3 separate regions of the Sus scrofa genome follow, and regions 1 and 3 are each linked to region 2. A link is a contact called in public targeted proximity ligation data. All regions are on one chromosome and are shown on one strand. The core of a region is the stretch at or near the end of the contact, and the rest is flanking DNA. Distances in the headings are between cores, read along the strand shown.

Region 1 (4,317 bases), core at 1,359-3,858, 140 kb before region 2:
TGGAAGTTGCTGGGCCAGGGATCAAACCCAAGCTATCACTGTGACAACATGGATCCTTAACCACTAGGCCACCAGGGAACTCCAAGACTCTTCTTTTGGTAATAAGAATATTCAGTTTTTAACTCTTTTCTAAAAGGCAGGAATGGAGTGGGGGCAGGGAGAGGCGAAACACCATTCTCCTCCTGAACACAAAGCCTATAAGCTTGGTTTATGTGAAAGTCACAGGTTTTAAGCAGTTGGTTCAAAAATGAGCAGAATTAGATGGGTTCCCTCTGGCCTTTTCTGGTTGGGGAGGAGTGAGGAGAGGGGAGATAGAGCTCCCTTTGGTTTCCACAATGTGCTTGCAGCCTCCCCACTCCATATTCCATTTCATTTTTTTTTTTTTCGGCTTTCTATAATGGTGAGTAACATTTACATTTCATCCATTGCCCAAAACTATTTTTAGCCTTATTTTCTCTTTCCAGAGCTTTGTGCTGCTCTTCCAGCCCCCACCCCCCACCCCACTCCCTTCTCAGAGATATCACAACTGGCCTGAGAAGTGGCAGGGCTCCCTTTTGTTCTGCCCATAGGTTTCAGAGGTTGTGCGGGCACGTGGGAAAGCAGCATGTTTTCCTTCTGCAGCATCCAAACAATAATGTAACCACATCACGGCATGTGTCGTCACACCATTGACCTCCACAGGCAGTGTATCCTCCTCCGCCACTCGAAGGCATTAACATCACTGTCTGCAGCATTTTAATTTAATTAGAGCAGTGGTTATAGTCCTCTTGGGGAAATCGTTATTCCCCTCTGTCATGTTAAACTAAAACACCTCTGGTTTTCATCCGGCTGACAACGTGCTCTAGAGGTAAATGCCCCGTAAGCTGGTACTCCCCTTCCCTTCCTTGGGCTGAGACTAGAGACGCAGTTCTGAGAATAAAGAAGTTTCCTTTATTTGGGGATGTTCATCTCTTTAAGCCTCTCTGTCTGGGTGTCTCCATCAAAGAGAGCAGTATGTTATTTTTTGTCTTTTTAGGGCCACACCTGCAAGATATGGCAGTTTCCAAGCTAGGGGTCCAGCCAGAGCCACAGCTGCAGCAACGTGGGATCTGAGCCACGTCTGCGACCTATACCACAGCTCATGGCAATGCTGGATCCTTAACCCACTGAGCGAGGCCAGGGATTCAATCCATGTCCTCGTGGATACTGGTCGGGTTCATTATTGCTGAGCCATAATGTGAACTCCCAAAGATGACGCTATTTATTTCATGTTTCTAATGGCTGACAGTCTGGGGATTGTGCCACAGTGGATATTAGGTGCATGGTTACAGCAGTAGATTTAAGAATGAGGACCAGGAGTTCCCATTGTGGCTTAGCAGTCATGGACCCGACTAATATCCATGAGGACTCGGGTTCGATCCTTGCCTGACTCTGTGGGTTAAAGATCTAGCATGCGTGAGCTATGGTGTAGGTTGCAGATGCGGCTTGGATCCACGTGGCTGTGGCTGTGTAGCTCCTCCCATTCAACCCCTAACCTGGGAACCTCCATGTGCCGCAGATGCAGCCAAAAAAAAAAAAAAAAAAAAAGAATGAGAACCATGTCAGTCACCCCAGAGAGGAACAAAAAGAGAGATAAAGGAGATGCGTCTGTGGTGTGGGGTCCCCAGGTGTGAGTTTGGTTCTCCTTGGACAGGAGCCCACACTGGGCAGCATCCTTTCTGGGGTCCCCTTTCCCGCTGCTGGCCACAAACCCAGGGTCACTGTAGGTGTGTGGCCACTAGCATATTGTTTGAGGGCCCAAAAGCACATTTTGCTTTTTCCCCCTTTAGTCAAAGTACCTACCGTTTCTTTTGTTTCGCACAAATCTCGTCCTTGAAACTTTTTTTTTAATTACTCAATGAATTTATCACATCTGTAGTTATATCATGATCATCACAATTTCACAGGATTTCCATCCCAGAGCCCAAGCACATCCCGCACCCCCCAAAACTGTCTCCTCCGGAGACCATAAGTTTTTCAAAGTCTGTGAGTCAGCCTCTGTTCTGCAAAGAAGTTCAGTCTGTCCTTTTTTTCAGATTCCACATGTCAGCGAACCTTTTGAAAAGAGCCTCCATCCCAGGCTTAAGGTGTTGCTCTATTGCTGAGTGAAAACCATCACCAAGAGTACACGGCCCTCGAGGTCCACAATCCCTTAGTCTCGGGCCTTCTTTTTAGGGGTGTCATCATGACATAGTGTGGCGGTTTTCATCTCGAATTGTTTGGGCACGAGGGGTCCGGCCGTGCCGTGTGGACTCAGGTGGCAATAAGGACAGGGGACCAGGCACAAATGGAAACACACAGGGGGCTGCTCCAAAGAAAGGACAACAAAAAGAAGGCCCAACACGATAATGTAGCAAGTCAGAGTGTATACATTTTCAAGGTGACACCTCCCTCGACCCTTTTCTCAGCAGGCTTCGCGATCGACTTCCCAAGAAACAAAGTCAAATCTGCTGTGAGGGCTGGGTTCCTCCCACCTCGATGGAGCCGGTGAGGGTGAGGAGCTGGGCTTGAGGTGGCCTCTCTCACGCGTCCGGACCAGTTACAGGATCTTGTCAGTTTCTCCTGGCTTTAAGAGAAAGTCACTGTCTTACGAAATGCCACCTTCTTTTTTTCTCGCGCTCGCGCCATGCCATTTGAAAGCTCTGGCTGCACGATGTTTTCTTCATCAACAGTTTCACTTCTGCAAAAACCCCAACAAAACAGAAAGCTATTTCTGGGAATAAAGTTAACGGTAGATAAGATAGCTAGACGTATATTGGTGGGGAGTTAGTTGAGGGTTGAAGCCTATGGAGAATTTTTTACACTAGAAAAACAGACTATGTTTAACTGTTTAAAAAAAAAAAAAGCCTATCTCACCTTGAAAACCCCCAAACATATTTTGTATGTTTCCCATATGTGTGTTTGTCTTTGCCTTTTTCACCTCAAAACCCCCAAACCAAACACCAAAAATATAACTCATCCTTAAGTTAGAGTTGCCCCAAATATGTGTGATGTTTGGTGAAGTTCACAAAAGGTGAAGTGGAAGGTGTTGCCTCTGGGCTACCTTTCATAGGACACCTTGATTGATCCAGAGGTGAAATTTAAATCGAGGGTGTCTGCCCTTCAGTAAGAAATTCACTAGGAGGGAGTTCCTGTGGTGGCGCAGTGGAAATGAATCTGACTAGAACCATGAGGTTGCAGGTTCGATCCCTGGCCTCGCTGCTCAATGGGTTAAGGATCCAGTGTTGCCATGAGCTGTGGTGTAGGTCGCAGATACAGCTCGGATCTGGCATTGCTGTGGCTCTGGCGTAGGCTGGCAGCTGCAGCTCCGATTTGACCCCTAGCTTGGGAACCTCCATATGCTGCAGGTAAAAGCATAAAACAACAACAACAACAAAAAAAAAATTCACTAGGAAACTTTAAGAAGTGCGTTTAAACAGAAGTGTTTCAAATGCCCTAGTTGCCAGTAGAGGATGCCTCAGGAACGGTATAGTGATTCCATTCGGAAATTACAAAAAAAGTATGTATATATTCATTTAAAATTGAAACTTCCTACCACAACCACCAAACTTTCCAGGTTATAAGCAGAAGAGAAGCTTCATTTTGGTCCAGGGCTGGGGGACTCCCCTGCTTCCCTTTGCACAGTTGATAGAGTCTAAAATGTTAGAGAACTCTTTCCAAAACGTAAACACCCCCTTCGCTTTATTTTAATCTGTTTTTTTTTTTTTTCTTCTGCTCTTGATTTTTGTTTTCACAATGGCAACTTACGGATCTCCTACCACCACCCACCACCCCACCACCACCTTATTTTTGGACCGTGTGTGTCCCACTTTACTTTGCCCAGTTAAACCACAGAAACGAACGGAAGTTATGTTTCTGTGTGGACTGCAAGTCAAACCAGTTGGTATGTCGAGCTGCGATGTAAATTGCCCTCCTCTTCCAGCTGAACACAATGGTTGGTTTCTTGCCATCATTTGCCACATTTTAACTGAAAACGAATAATAATCCTCCCATCTCATCCACTTGATTTAATTGCTCTAACAAACGCTGTGTGCTTGAATTTAAACAGAGGTGGTGTCAAGTCTTCTTGTCCCCCTTTCCTTTGTCGGTTGAGTAAAGATCTTCAATTAAACAGTACTTCCTTAAATGAGGATTATTCTGTGAGTGGGCCCTGAAATGCTTCAGAAGGAAAGGAAATAGTCATTCTAAGATAGAGAAATGGGGGAGACAAGGAAATGCCTGTTGATGTGGCAGATAACTCCCTGCTGGGAAGGGGAAAAAAATGAAACGCTGGAGGTGTTTGGTAGTGGTGGTTGTGTA
Region 2 (4,585 bases), core at 64-2,563:
CCCTCCCGTGGCCTGGCCCTGCCGCCCACGCCAGCATTAAGAACTGGGTACCAGGGATGCCCTGCAGGACTCTGTGACCCACAGGGGCTTTGGAAGTATCGCTTCTGTTCTGCTCCGTTAGAAAGCCCTGTGGCTGCCAAAGCCCCATTCTACATGGAAAATACTTATCCTGACTTGAAAACATCTCCTTTAAAAGCAAACAGTGCAAGAAGTCTGACTGCCCCAGAATTTTCCACATAGAGGGGAGGGAATCAAATTTAAAGATATCGTTGGAGTTCCCGTTGTGGTTCAACAGGTTAAGAACCCATCTAGTAAGTGTCCATGAGGATGTGGGTTCAATCCCTGGCCTTGGTCAGTGGGTTAAGGATCCAGCATTGCCTCAAGGTGCAGCATAGGCTGTGGATGCGGCTCAAATCCAGCATTACTGTGGCTATGGCTGCAGCCTACGGCTCCAATTCGACCCCTAGCCTGGGAACTTCCATATGCCACAGGTGCAGCCCTAAAAAGACAACGTATATATATATAGTCTTTTGTAAGTTATGAAAACTGTGAATGTGTATAGGTATAAAGTGTAAAACAACCTAAACATCCACTGATGAACGAATGGGTCTAGAAACCATGCTATATCCATGCAATGGAATAGTATTCAGCCTTAAAAAAGGCGATTCTGCAGCATAGCGTCCTCAAGGTCCAGCCATGTCAAGTGAAATAAGCCAGTCACAGGAAGCAACTCTCCTGGGGAGAGGCAGAAAAGCAGCATTACTAATCAATCATTAAACAAGATGAGTTAAGTTCTAGAAATCCGATGTTCAACACTACCTATGGTTAACGCTGCTGTATTATGCACCTAAAAATTTGTTAAGACGGTAGATCTCATGTTCAGTGTTCTTACCACAATAAAATAAAATAGAGCAAAGTGGTCCCCTGCCAAAAAACATTTTTAATAGATAAATCTGTATTGCGACTTTTTTTTTTAAGTGAGGAGTTCCCTGGTGGCACAGTGGGTTAAGGACCTGGCATTGTCACTGCAGCAGCTCAGGTCACTGCTGTGGCCCAGGTTCAATCCCTGACCTGGGAACTTCCCCCTGCTGAGTAACCAAGACCCAAGCCTACCCACAGACAGATAGATGTGAGGCCAAGTTGGCCAGGCACCCTGAAGTCTCACCTCCAGATGGGGAGGGCACAGAGAGGGTACAGCCCAGCTCTGCCCTGGCTGCAGCCTCCATGGTCCGCAGCCCATGCTCTTGCCCCACTGAGGAGGACCTACCAGAGGCTATGACCAAATATGGCCAGGTCCCACTGACACGCTCCATCGCGTGAGTCACTGAGAAAAATCGCTCTGCAACAACTCCCACAGTGTGCCCTGGCCCCGGGGCCTGGAGCCACTGGATTCTTGCTTCCACAACAGAAATTTAAACCAAAAAAAAAAATCTCTTCCTTAAAAATGACAAGCCAGAAACACAAGTTGGACAAAGGTCATGTTTAAAAAAAGGAAAAAAAAAAAGAAATTCTCTGCAGGTCAGAAGGTGAAGGATGCCCCCCAGAATGGGGAGGGAGGGGTGGTCTGCAGGAAATTCCTCAGGCACAGCAGAGCGCAGTCCTGGGAGAGGAAGTCCAGAGGCCACCGTGGGTGTGCTTTGTTAGCGGGAGCTCCAGCCTCCTGACCAAGGCTGAGTCACCTCGGGAGAAACCTGGGCCTTGGCGTCGGTGAAAACGCAGCACAGTGGGCCTGGAAGGGAGCAGGTTAGCAGGGAGCTTTCCCCACTGGCAGGGCCCCAGGAGCAGCTGAAGAGCTGCATTTTAATAGCTCCTCCAGCACCTTTTCTGAGGTTCATTTCATTGTGTCTTTGTGCTTTTTTTTTTCTCTCTCTCTTCCTCCTTTGAACAAACAGAACAGAACAAACATGACCTATGAGAAAATGTCCAGAGCCCTGCGCCACTACTACAAACTAAACATTATCAGGAAGGAGCCAGGACAAAGGCTTTTGTTCAGGTAGCACTTCCTTTTTCTGCTTTCCTTCTTTGGGGAGGATATTGTTTTCTTCAAATAAGAGGGAGGAGGGAGATGGTTCAGATTGCTACCTGCCTATCTGATCCTCAGCACCATTGCTGCTACACACTGGATACCAGATGCTGGTTTGTTACACTGAAAAAAAAAAAATTAACTTATATCCATCCCAAAGACAAAACTACGAATAAACACACCTTTAAAATAAAGCAATGCTCAGATTGTATTATCTGGCCTTTATATCCACTGTTAAAGGGAACAATCAGTAACGAACAGCAAAGCAAGGACCCAACTCCCTTGAGACTTGGAAAATGAAAGCGAGGCAGGAGCATTATTATTATATTATTATCATGCTTCCCTGACACTGTAGGCTGATGTCTAGACTGCATGATTGACTCCTAGATGAATTCAACAATCTCTACCTCTGGTCCGCTCTCCTGCCTCCTGCATTCATGATACACACTGCCAGCTGCCCTGCACCGCCAGGGACTTGAGACAGACCTGGGCATATATGTATATTGCTTTAACATTTGCTTTTTTAACACATACATGCCCAGGTCGGTCTCAAGTCTACTGCCCTTTACGAGGCAGTTCAAAAGTCTGAAAGCTATTGCATTAGACGCTCCTCTTTCCAAAATCCCGCACAGCTAATGAGTTCCGACAGGTTAACCTACCTCATAGATTGTGATTCCAAGTTCTGTGCCAGAGAGGAGAAACAATAAAAGAGGAAGGAGAAGGGAGCTAAAGGACCAATCAGAAGAGGGGGACGTAGCCCTCTGACCCTGGTGTGATTGACGTGGTGAGACCACATGAAGCTCGGGAGAAGGTGGGGTCACAAGCACAACCATAGGTTCTGGGTGTTGGCAGGTGGGACAGAAGAGAGTCACGGAGGGGGCTAGAGATGTGGGTTTGGGTAGAAGATGACAGGATGACACTGAGGAGCTTACTGGGCTAAGTGCAGTGAACCTGGGCTTTAGCACTGCGAAGGCATGATAACTTAGGAGCAGTAAGAACAGTCGAAAAAAGGCTTGTCAAGAAGTTCCCATCAAACAAGGCTTGTCAAGGAGTTCCCATCGTGGCACAGTGGAAACAAATCCCACTAGGAACCATGAGGTTGTGGGTTTGATCCCTGGCCTCGCTCAGTGGGTTAAGGATCCGGCGTTGCCCTGAGCTGTGGTGTAGGTAGCAGACATGGCTCGGATCCCGCATTGCTGCAGCTCTGATTAGACCCATAGCCTGGGAACCTCCATATGCCACAGGGGCAGCCTTAAGAAGACAGAAGACAAAAGACAAAGGAAAAAAAAAAAAAAGGCTTGTCAAGAGATGGAAAGAGAATGAAGTGAAATTTGAAAAGGACCCACCTTTCTCTGGCTTTGTTGCTGCCTTCCCTTCATCCCTCACCCTATAACCTTAGTCCTTGGCTCCTCTTCTTTCGCTGTATACTTTTTTCCTGGGTGACCTGATCCCATTACACAGCTTCAGCTGTCACCTCCATGGTTGGGCTCTCGAATCTCTACATGCAGCTCTGACATCTCACTGAAATTCCAAATCTTCATTTCCAAGAGCTTCTTCTAGGCCACATCCACTTAGATATCACATTAGTGTCTCGGCCATGAAATGTTCAAGACAGGCCTTCTTTTCCCAACTGGAAATCTACCCACCCCCAGAATTCTTGTTACATCACCAAAAGCATCACCATTGTTTTCAGCAACCAGCCTTGATGCAGGAGTTATCTTTGACTCTTCCCACATCCAAGTCATCCTTGTGCCAGATGATTATCCATTGGCTCTTTAGGACCCTTCCCACTCCAGCCTATGTTGCAGGGGCTAGAAGCCTGGGTACCACATTTCCCAAGATTTCTTACCAGTAGCTTCCAGGTTGGAATCTACCAATGGCAGACACTCTTGTGAGACTTGGAAAATGAAAGCAAGGCAGGAGCATTATTATTATACTATTATCTTGCCTCCCTGACACTGTAGGCTGATGTCTAGACTGCATGATTGACTCCTAGATGAATTCAACAATCTCGACCTCTGGTCTACTCTCCTGCCTCCTGCATTCATGATACACACTGCCAGCTGCCCTGTACCACCAGTCCCTATGCCAGACATGCATATTGCTTTAACATTTGCTTTTTTAACACATACATGCCCAGGTCTATCTCAAGTCTACTGCCCTTTACAAGGCCTTCTTCAGCTGCTCAAACACACTCAGTTATCTTCGTCCAGCATTTCTTGGCTTCCCCTGGCCCTAAACCACATCATGACTTACACTTTAATAGTTTTACATGTGAAGTCCTTCCCACAAGGAGGTCATAAGCTCCTAGAAGGTAGAAGATTATATTTTATCTAATTCTGTTTTATACCTTATGGAGACTTTTGATAAATGTTTCTGGACAGACCCGGTGTGGAATATCAGAAGCTTAATATGGAAAAACAGAAGTGGTCAAAAGCAGATAGGGCTGGTTTAGAGGGTCACATATAGCACATCTGCAGCCTTGGCCTCGAGGGGATTGTTAGTGACTTCAGATGTTGAGGGAGAAGTTTCGGCTATAGGATAAAAGTGGAGGACAGGCTA
Region 3 (4,636 bases), core at 2,057-4,556, 140 kb after region 2:
AGATCTGGGCAGAATAATGATAAATATGTGACGTAAGAAGCCAATAACTATACAATTAGAATTTGAGGAATTCCCTTCGGGGCTCAGTGGAAATGAATCTGACTAGCATCCACGAGGACACAGGTTTGATCCCTGGCCTCGCTTAGTGGGTTAAGGATCTGGCATTGCCGTCAGCTGTGGTGTAGGTCGCAGATGCAGCTGTAATCCTGCATTGCTGTGGCTGTGGTGTAGGCCGGCAACTGTAGCTCCAATTCGACCCCTAGACTGGGAACCTCCATATGCTGTGGGTGTGGCCCTAAAAAGACAAAAAAATAAAATAAAATAAAATAAAATAAAATAAAATATAAATATAAAAAGAATTTGACAAGGCGTTGAATAGGAAAAAGACCAATTAAAACAGGGCTCTCCTGGGTGGACAAACTGGTGGTTATTTAACACAGGAGGATCCTGGAAATAGAGACATGGCAACACCTCATCTAAACATGTCACTTCAGTGTTTGCAGCTAAACAGCAGAGAGATGTGGCCACATGTGACTCATTGCAGGTCCCTCCTTCCTGAGGACCTTCCCACACCAGGCTGTGTGTCAGAATCTGGGGGACAGAGGTTACTAAGACCATGTCCCTGCCTTCCAGAAACATCCAGCTCCTGTGGGGGAAAGAGGCATAGAAACAACCCACAAAGTAGGGTGGTATTGGTTCTTGTATCCTCTGCCACTTATCAGCTGTGTGGCTGTGGCTACATCACTTAATCTCAGTCTTCTCATCCACAAGATAGGGATAATTATAACTACCAGGCTAAACTATTGTGAAGACTGCTGTTCCCATGAGCTAGGAAGCTCCCGGCACACTGCCTGGCCTATTGCAATTCAACGACTCTCACACTAGAAGGTGGGTGGCAAGCAACGGCTGTGTATAATCACACCCTGCCTCCCTCCGCTTCAGTATCCCGATTCCCCCAGGAGAAGGTGCCCAGCTATTCCAAGCCCATGAGAAGGGGGCGGGGCAGAATGAACTTTGAGAATCACTGGGGAAGCATCTGATTTAACTCAACACTTACAAAGAACCTACTGTGCACCAGGTTCATAAAAGACTAGGGGACCTTACTTTCAACATGGTGATACAGGATGCAGTAAATGCTAAGAAGAGTCCGAAGAGTCCAAAGAGTCGGCACCCAGCCTGGAGTCCGGGAAGACCCACACCTTGGCTGTTCGCCAGGCAAACAAGGGCGAGAACAGAAACGCAGGAGCATAACCATGTGCAGGGAACTACAATCCAAGCTTTGAACTGTCGGCAAATTGTAGGTCTGGAGAGATAACAAGGGCAAGTTCATGAAGACATGTCCAGAAACTCACCTAATCCTGGGGAAGGTGAGAGCCATGGATGCTGTGAAAGGGAGGCTCAGGGTGCACGCTGTGCTGCAGGTGGTCCTGGAAGGCGGGTCCCACGCTGAAATCTAATGAGAGCACAGCCAGCCTCAGAGAGCCTGGCTTCCAGAGGAATTCCTCACGGGCCAGGTCACACCTCCCTCAGCATTGCTTCCCCGGTACCCACCAGAGTCTGACCCACAGGAGACGCTGAGCTGAACAGAATCAAAATTAACCAACTTCCTTATCCGACCTTTTGCATTTTAAACCACATCTCCAGCTATGGGGTTCATTCCATCACAGTTTTATTAAGCCCCCCTGAGGGGTACACCATTAAGTAGGGAGAGAAGATACAAAGGCAAATGATCACCATCCAGTGAAACAAAGGTTATAATTCAAGTGCATGCAAAGTACTTTAGGAGCCAGAGATAGAAGCAAGTAACTGTCAGCGGAAGCCAGGAAGTTTCCGCCACGTAAGAAATATTTGAACTGGGTTTTGCAGGAAACACAGGAATTCAGTAGTCAGTGACATGCAAGAGTGTTCCAGCCTAAAGATGGGCAGAGGAAGGGAGATGTGAGAGAGAGCTGGAAGGTTCCACCATGAATGATTAGTACTTCCACTCACTGGGGATTAGGTATAAGAATCCAATGAGCAGAGACCCTAAAACAGTGGGTTTCCAAACTGGGCTGAACATCATAAACACCTGGGGAACTTTTAACCATCCAAAGCACACACCACCTCCAACCAATTAAATCAAGAGCTCAGGCTGGGAGCCAGCCATTGGGATTTTTTTTTTTCTCTCTTTTTTTGAAAGCTCCCAAAGCGATTCAATGTGCTGCCAGGTTTGAGAACCACTAGTCTAGAAAGAAGAAAAGTGTGCAGAATTCGTGGAGGTCAGGCCCTCCTGATGTCCCCCTCCCCCAGTCCTGGCACATATGCCCCCTGGGAAAAAAGTCCCCAAACTTTTTTTTGCAAACCACAGCCATGGGCTTCTTCCTGCTGCCCCTCCCCCCACCAGCTCTTTGCTCTGATGAAGCGTTTCTCAAAGTTGCTCCCCAGACAGCAGTATCAGCCTCCCAGGGAAACTTGGTAAAAATGCGCATTTCTCACCTTCTTCTTCCCAGACCGTGGGACTGCTCCCCAGAGCATGGGGCCCAGCAATCTGCCTTAACAAACTCCCCAAGCATGCCAAGGTATGAGAACCACTGTTTCCGGAACACCGATTCCAAGCAGTGTCTAGGTGTGGCTTTGCAGGTGCGGGGGCTGCACCCCCAGAACCTGCTGGAGTTGCTGCTTCATCAGCAGCATTCTGGAGCCGACCTTATACCATCACATGGGCCTAGAATCAAGGGGCCAGAAGACAGGTGGCCGGTTGTTCTCTGTGATACCAGGGAAACGCTTTAGGGTAGGGAGGTACGGGGCTGGGGGAGGGAGGTCATTTATTTTCTCCTTTTAATGCAAAGTGGGTTGCTTTATTTTCTCCTTTATTTTCTCCTTGTAAGCAATCCTTCAAGATATTTTAAATCAGGACTGGCAGGAAAACCCATAAGGTCGATGGGCATGGATTTAGCACAGGTACTTTTCCTCCGGAGAAAGGGATAGGTTAAGGGGCTGGAAGTCTTATGTGGGGGAGGAGGAAGGAGGAAGAAGGGCACTGCTGGTTCACTGCCTCATCCATCCCCTCCTCCCAGCCCCAACCTGATGGAGAATTCGCAGTTCCTAGGAAGAAAATAAAATAAAGGAAGCTACAAAGGAAATGAGTTTTCCGCATAGAAATGGAAATGGCCTTTCCCCTTAAGGTCAGACGGTCGGACAGAAAGGAGTACACCTTGCAGAACAACCCGGGCTTTCTTGCTGCTGGAGCCAGTCACTTCCTGAGTCCCCACTCACTTGAACAATCAGCCAGCTTCTCATTGACGCATTGATTTCGGAGAACACCAGTGTGTTCTCTGGCACACAATTAAAGAGGGCAAATGCTTTCAGGTTTTTACCTTCTGCTTTCAGCTCCACTGTTCAAGCCAAACTACAGAACTATCTGTACTTTTTCTCCCTCCCGCTTTAGCAAATCAAATTCCCCAAATTGGGGGATTTGACAGCGAGTGTATAGCGCCACCTGGTGACCACTAATAAAAACAGCTTTCTTCCTGGTTCTCTCGTTTATCTTTGTAATAATCAAAGGCTGCAGCTTCCTGACAGGTATACATTCAGATTTCATGCCTGGTCTACTTTCCCGTGGGAATTGCAACCTTGGCTGAAAATCTCCTGTTTTTTCGCAGGCACGAAACACAATATAAATAAGCAACAGAGTTTTCTCTGTCTCTTAAATAATCAAGCATTTTAAATCTTTTAAAGTACAAATGTATTGGTTGACAAAAGGAAGCAAGAAACTTCTGGCTCTACCTCTAAATCATGACAAATTGTCAAGGATAAGTTCTCCCTTACCATGATTCCTGGGGTCCCAGTGAACAGGAGAGCTGAAGTACCCTTGACACGACAATATCCTGGATTTCAAATTTCTGAAGCAATATGGTTTTTTTCTTGATTGAGATATAATTTACATATAACATTATACTAGTTTCAGGTGTACAACGTAATGATTTGATATTTGTCTACACTGCAAAATGATGACCACAATAAGTCTAGTTAACATCTGGCATCATACACAGTATGGTTGTACGGTGACCAAAGCACTATTTAGTGCTGGAAAGGAAATTCGGTCTGCAGAGCTATTGTCAGTAGTGGAACTTGCAGACAACTAGGCATCAGGAGAAATCAGTTCTAGTCTTGGCATTGCTGCTAGGCCACTGTGTGACCTTAGGCAAGTGACTCAATCTATTTGGAAACTTAGTGTCCCAGGCTCACTACCCTCTTCACTATTTTCCCATGATTTTAAAGACATTCCCTTCCAAAATTCACCTCTAAAAAAGTAACTACCGACTTTTCTGTCTTTGGTAATCGGATGTATAAATGTCCAACGAGCTTCTGATCATCATGAAGCAACCAGTTACCATAATGACTTTACATCTTAGAAACAAAGACATTAGACCTTATCGTGCTCCTCGGTGCAGGTATGACTACTGTTAGACTTTTAAAACATTGAGAACCTAATAAAATCCATTAAGAAAAATTAAAAAAAAATAAAACATTGAGACCCTAGGTATAACTTTCCCAAGCCCTAAGGGCTGAGGAGTCTCAGTTTGGGAACCACCACCAGATAATCTTGAAGGTACTCTGAGCTCTTATGAGCTAAAACCAAGGAAGAAGGGAAGGC

What was found.
Region 1: a targeted proximity ligation map of alveolar macrophages shows a contact between it and region 2. A contact is called at or near these places in 1 of 47 Hi-C or Micro-C datasets (liver) and 1 of 2 datasets of targeted methods (alveolar macrophages).
Region 3: a contact with region 2 is called in a targeted proximity ligation map of alveolar macrophages. A contact is called at or near these places in 5 of 47 Hi-C or Micro-C datasets (embryonic fibroblasts, epiblast stem cells, fetal heart ventricle and 2 more) and 1 of 2 datasets of targeted methods (alveolar macrophages).

The regions. Positions count from the first base shown.
Region 1 is chr5:60,669,377-60,673,693 of Sscrofa11.1, reverse strand. The region is part of intron 1 of ETV6 (transcription factor ETV6); the gene reads left to right. Among named protein-coding and RNA genes, the nearest start is that of ETV6, 110 kb to the left of the region's middle.
Region 2 is chr5:60,529,224-60,533,808 of Sscrofa11.1, reverse strand. It overlaps ETV6 (transcription factor ETV6), which reads left to right. Exons shown (of 8, transcript XM_005652587.3): 7 at 1,893-1,993. Among named protein-coding and RNA genes, the nearest start is that of BCL2L14, 170 kb to the right of the region's middle.
Region 3 is chr5:60,393,146-60,397,781 of Sscrofa11.1, reverse strand. No RefSeq gene overlaps it. Among named protein-coding and RNA genes, the nearest start is that of BCL2L14, 38 kb to the right of the region's middle.